2 separate regions of the Mus musculus genome follow, and region 1 is linked to region 2. The links are chromatin contacts, called in public promoter capture Hi-C maps. All regions are on one chromosome and are shown on one strand. The core of a region is the stretch at or near the end of the contact, and the rest is flanking DNA. Distances in the headings are between cores, read along the strand shown. Region 1 holds the start of Mafa (v-maf musculoaponeurotic fibrosarcoma oncogene family, protein A (avian)). Region 2 holds the start of Top1mt (DNA topoisomerase 1, mitochondrial).

What was found. Capture Hi-C pulls out chosen DNA fragments and counts their contacts.
Region 1: a contact with region 2 is called in a promoter capture Hi-C map of adipose tissue. The contact joins the promoter of Mafa here to the promoter of Top1mt in region 2. A contact is called at or near these places in 3 of 39 promoter capture datasets (the 3T3-L1 cell line, macrophages and pre-B cells), 1 of 15 datasets of contacts at CTCF or cohesin (embryonic stem cells), 5 of 484 Hi-C or Micro-C datasets (embryonic stem cells, muscle stem cells and stem cell-derived neural progenitor cells), 2 of 115 datasets of contacts at active chromatin or transcription factors (memory CD8 T cells and pancreatic cancer cells) and 2 of 9 other capture datasets (adipose tissue and liver).

What each region holds. Positions count from the first base shown.
Region 1 is chr15:75,747,020-75,749,743 of GRCm38.p6, reverse strand. Mafa (v-maf musculoaponeurotic fibrosarcoma oncogene family, protein A (avian)) reads left to right here and starts at 1,423. Exons shown (of 1, transcript NM_194350.2): 1 at 1,423-2,724. The coding sequence starts at 1,822.
Region 2 is chr15:75,677,329-75,680,313 of GRCm38.p6, reverse strand. Top1mt (DNA topoisomerase 1, mitochondrial) reads left to right here and starts at 1,514. Exons shown (of 14, transcript NM_028404.3): 1 at 1,514-1,661. The coding sequence starts at 1,558.

The sequences.
Region 1 (2,724 bases), core at 174-2,673, 70 kb before region 2:
AGCTATTTGCTCCTAGCTGCCAGGCATCCCCTGTGAAATAGCAGGCACCTGTAGAGGGAGTAGGCAAAGCCCTTGGCACCATGACATCCTGGATAGGTATCCTGTGAATACCCTTTCAAACTTTTTCCACCTTGTGCACAAATGGTTTATATTTAAGAATCGATTGATTGATTGATTGATTGATTGACTGATTGATTGATTTTTAGTTTTTCGAGGCAAGATTTCTCTGTGCAGACTTGGCTGTCCTGGGACTTGCTCTGTAGACCAGGCTGGCCTTGAACTCCCAGAAATCTTCCTGTCTTGGGAGAGCTGGGGCTAAAGGCCTGCACCACCATTGCCCGTCTATTATTTTTAATAGTCAACGGCATATAAGATTATAGATAACAGAGAGGAGAAAACCGCACTCTGGGTCACATCCAGCTGTTGTTCGTGAATGCACGCCCTTTCTATCTTCGGTTGGGATCTGGAATTCTGGAGGAGGGAGGGGAGGGGAGGGTGTCACAGAACTCACATCTTGTCACCCACCCTCCCTGTTGTCCTTGTGGCTTTCTTTTGCTCGGAAGCGGCCTCCTACTAGGTGTGTAGAGACATTCAGCAAGTGTGACGGTGGCAATCTGCTTGCCACTTGTCACTCCAACTTGCCCCCACCCAGCAAGGCTCCTCCAAACCGCCCTGGTGGGCAGCTGGGTCTGAGATTCCTTGTGGGCATTTCTGCAGGCGTCCAGACCCATCAGCCCCATGAATTCAATTCAGAGAAATGGGTTCTCTACGCAGGGAGTACCCGAGACCTGCTCCTCTAGCCCCGTGGTGGCCACAGGCGTCTGTCCCACTCCACCTACCACAACGCTCAGAGGCCTGCGGTTCCACCGTGCATCCCGCCGCCCGAGGTGCCAGCAACTTTGTTGACTGAATTCCTGAACCCATCCCAACCACAGGATAAAAATAGCTGGCGCTCCCGGGCAGCTCGGGAGTCACCGGTGTCAGGATAGTTAGAGGTCCCCATTCTGGAGACTCCAGGCCACTTGGGCCTGGTGCGGGACACAGCCAGCTAGACCACCTAATGGATCTGAGACACCGAAGGAGTACCCTGGACGAGGGCCTCCTCAGCTTCCCTGCACTCTCTGGCTTTACGATCCTGGAACCTCAGAATCTGCCACTTGGTCTCGCGCCCTCTGCTGTGCAGTCCCATGCGGCGGCCACCAGGGGGCCCTGCCCACTCCTCTTGCCGACGGCCCTTCCCCACCCCTTCCCACAGCTGTTTCCCGCAGGAGATTGACAGCTGGGCTCCGGGTTGCCATGGGGATAGGCAAATGAGGGCGGCAGGTCTGGGGCTCCGATTGGCCCGGGGGCGTCGGCCCCCACCTGGGGAGGCGGGCCCAGAAGCGCGTCTCTATAAAGGCTTGTGCGGCTCTGCGCCGGGCCGAGGGAGGCGGGGCCGGCCGGCAGCGCGGGTGGGGCGCGGGGCGGGGCCGGGCGGGAGAGCCCGGAGCGCGGCTGAGCCCGGGGCGCGGCCTCTGCACCCTCCAGGCCAGGACCGCGGAGGAACAGAAGGAGGAGGAGGGCAGGATTGGGGGCCCTGCGCCCGCTCGTAGCGGGCCGGGGGGCCACCCGAGAGGCCTGGCCGGCGGCGTCCCCTGAGCACAGCCCAGAGTTGACAGCAGGAAACTTTTGCTGCTGCGCCCTTCGGCGGCGCGACCAGAGCCTGAGCCCACCGCGGCCCGGGGGGGAGCTAGGGGGAGAGAGGCCCGCGGCTCCCCCCACGCTCCCCCGCCGCCCGTCGGGGCGCGGCCGGGCGCGGCGGCGGGGCTGGGGCCCCGGGCGATGGCCGCGGAGCTGGCGATGGGCGCAGAGCTGCCCAGCAGCCCACTGGCCATCGAGTACGTCAACGACTTCGACCTGATGAAGTTCGAGGTGAAGAAGGAGCCGCCCGAGGCCGAGCGCTTCTGCCACCGCCTGCCGCCCGGCTCGCTGTCCTCGACGCCCCTCAGCACGCCCTGCTCCTCGGTGCCCTCTTCGCCCAGCTTCTGCGCACCCAGCCCGGGCACAGGCGGCGGCGCGGGCGGCGGGGGCAGCGCGGCTCAGGCCGGGGGCGCCCCGGGGCCGCCGAGTGGAGGCCCCGGCACTGTCGGGGGCGCCTCAGGAAAAGCGGTGCTGGAGGATCTGTACTGGATGAGCGGGTACCAGCACCACCTGAACCCCGAGGCGCTCAACCTGACGCCGGAGGACGCGGTGGAGGCGCTCATCGGCAGCGGCCACCACGGCGCGCACCACGGCGCGCATCACCCGGCGGCTGCTGCGGCCTATGAGGCCTTCCGGGGTCAGAGCTTCGCGGGCGGCGGCGGCGCGGACGACATGGGTGCCGGCCACCACCACGGCGCACACCACACTGCCCACCATCATCACTCTGCCCACCATCACCATCACCACCATCACCACCACGGAGGCTCTGGCCACCACGGCGGAGGCGCGGGTCACGGCGGAGGCGGCGCAGGCCACCACGTGCGCTTGGAGGAGCGCTTCTCCGACGACCAGCTGGTATCCATGTCCGTGCGGGAGCTGAACCGGCAGCTCCGCGGCTTCAGCAAGGAGGAGGTCATCCGACTGAAACAGAAGCGGCGCACGCTCAAGAACCGCGGCTACGCGCAGTCGTGCCGCTTCAAGCGGGTGCAGCAGCGGCACATTCTGGAGAGCGAGAAGTGCCAGCTCCAGAGCCAGGTGGAGCAG
Region 2 (2,985 bases), core at 265-2,764:
AGGCTGGCTGGCCATCAAGCCAGCCTGTCTCTGCCTGTCTCTGCCTCCCCAGAGCTGAGGTTACAAGAGTGTGCCACCTTGCTTTTCAACATAGGTGCTAGGGCTCAAACTCAGACCCTTATGCTGGTGCAGCAAGCACTCATTGGCTGTGCCATCTCTCCAGCTGCTGCAGTGGAGTTTTGAGCTGTGGGTTTCAGGGGCGCCAGGGAGAGAGGCGGTTGAAGTCTCTGAGTGTGTATGTGTCTGCCTCGCTCTTATCAGACTTTCTGGAGGAGGTGCTGGAGGAGGCTGAGATTCAGAGAAATTAAACTTGTCTAGTAAAGAGCAGATGGTGGACTCCCACAGGCAGACACAGGCCATTGTAGCCCATCAAGTTGAGGAAAGCGACGTGAAAACGCTTGTATGTTACTCGTAATGAGATGGTTGCATTGAGTTTGTATTGAAGTCAAATGCCCCTGCTTATCCTGAATTGTGGCTTCTACACAATGAAGCCCTCCCCACCCTCCAGCTCTCTGTTGGCGGCTACGACGTGTGAGTGGACACTGCTGTCACAGAACAGCCTTATGACGGACTTTGGGCTCAGGAGGTCTGACTGTCAGCTCCAGCATTCATCATCATCTACCTGAAATTCTTCCTCAAGCCTGGTCTCAGTTGCAAACAGGGCTCCTTTTACCTGCTATGAGGATATGAACGCTGTGAGGCCATGCTCCCCAACTGTCACAACTCCAGCTGGTCTTCAAGGGTACAAGGGTCCTGGACAGCCAGCTACAGACCTGGAATGCCCAAAGTCTTGCTGGTCTGTTGATCATACTCAGCAAACTTTTTGTAGTACTGGCCGTGTCCAGCAGGGGGCCCACTAGCCTCTCCCCGGCTCTGTTCCTGCCTCGGGCCGCTAGATGTCAGTAGGAATCCAGTGAGTTGGTAACCGTGGGCGGGACCTACAGGATAGGCTAGCTCTTTCTTGCTGGTCTCCGTCTCATTTTTTACCTTTCCTGTTCACCACTTTCTTGCAGGCCTGTGTGCTGTTTCAGTGGAAATACCAAGGCTGCCTGCTGCTGGCTCGGGGAGCAGCTGTCCGCGGATTAGGAGATTTTTGTTGCTTGGTACAAATGTCTTGAGATCTTGGTACACATGTCTTCAGATCTGAATGTGTTGAAGGGGGGAGCCTATGGCTTATGGCCCTGGTCTCTTGGCGGCGAGCCTAGGCAACAGCAGTTTTTGCAGGACTTCCAGTGCTGTTGGTCAGTCGCCTAGAGGAAGTTGCTTTGAGCAGGGCAGCTGGTGTCTGCAACTGCGTCCTCCTGGAGGTGTGGGTACTCGGTGTTTTGCCACTTAGATGGGTAGATAGGGCCCTCTGACCAAGTGTGTCTACTCATGACTTCCTCAGGTTGCCATGGCAGGTAGAAGCGCTGGGAGAGGGGCAATGCTCGGCCCTGGCTGGGGACGCCTTCCCAAGGTGGGCGGGCAGGGCGGGACTCCTGGACGTGTGGGGGCGGAGCTCTGTCAGAAGGGCGTGGCCTCGGAAAGCGGGCAGAGCCCACGCATGCACGCACACGCATGCTGCTGCTGTGGCTCAGAGCCCTGTGCCGGCGTTTCCAGCATGTCCCCTGCCGCGTCCCTTCCTGTCAGGTGTCCCGGGTCGCGAAGGCGAACAGAGCCGGGTAAGGCGGGTGGGACGGAGCTCAGGCGAGACAGGGCTCAGTGACTTGCCTAATCCTGCTCCTGTGCCGGGCCACACCGGACACATTGGGAAAAATCGGTCACCCATGTAATTGGGTCTGGGCCTCCAGGCTGCCGCGTTTGGTTTGGAGGAGGTCCCTTTGGAGTGTGGTTCCCAGATTCCCTGATTGGTCTCAGGCCCACTCCACGATTCTTACACTCTTTGTCACGTGGCCTTAGCTTTCAATACCTACCTTACGTCACCAGCCTGCCCCGAGGGACTTCCTAGGGGTTGGGATGGCTGTCCAGGCTGAGATTATATGTGAGATTCTGATTTTTCAACCTTTCCCTCGTGTACTGAGGTTCCCGGAAGCGCCCAGCTCTGGGTTGTGGGATTGTTGCTCACAGCACTTGGGGAGCGGGGATGTCCTGGTCTAATCGCCCGAGTGGTGGGTGGGTTCACAGCGAAGACAGCCCTTCCAGGGCCAGCCATTACAGCTGACCTGCTGACCTGCTTTTGATAGCTCAGCCCCGGACTGGGGCAGCTAAGCTCTTAGGCTCTAGAAATTCCAGGGGAAAGACAGGGCTGTCCTGACTCTCCAAATGGGGCTGAGTTGTGGCCTCTAGGAGAAGACACAGGGCTTCACAGCAGGACATCGGGGTAACTTCCTTGATACTCTTCTCCAGTGGGACAAAGGAATGTCACCCACGCCACGCCACGCCACAGTAGTTGTTTATAGCCCCAATCTCAGTGTCCTTGTCTGTGAAATGGGGATGGCCGTAGACTTCGCCTAGCAGTTTGGGTAATGAGCTTGCCGCTCAGTGTAGGTTCTGAGGTGCTTGTCCACATTTTATGACATCGAATTGGGCTGAATGTTGGAGGAAAGCTGCCTGAGTCGTGTCACGAAGCACTTCTGCATGCAGCCACCGAACTGTTCCCCACCTAGACCCACATGAGAAGCGGAATGGGATTTAAACCCCTATCTCTGGGAACCTTTGGCCACCACTTTTCTCTTTTTCCCTCCTGCATGGTTCATGGGACACCTCTCACCCCTCACACCCCTCAGGCATCCAAGTTCTGGCTACTTTGCAAGAGCTGCTCTGTTTATGAAGCCCGGCCCGCTCCTTACTTTCTGAGGGCACACCTGGAATTGTTTACTGGCTCAGGACATGGTCCCTTGTCCCCTGACCTCCCCACCTATGCTCACTTTCAGGCATTGTAGCTCCACCACACCTGGTCCCTTCTTTGCAGGAAGAGCGAGAAAGGCCCTTTAAAAAACTATTTGTCTCGGGGCAGCGGTGCTGCACGCCTTTAATCCCAGCACT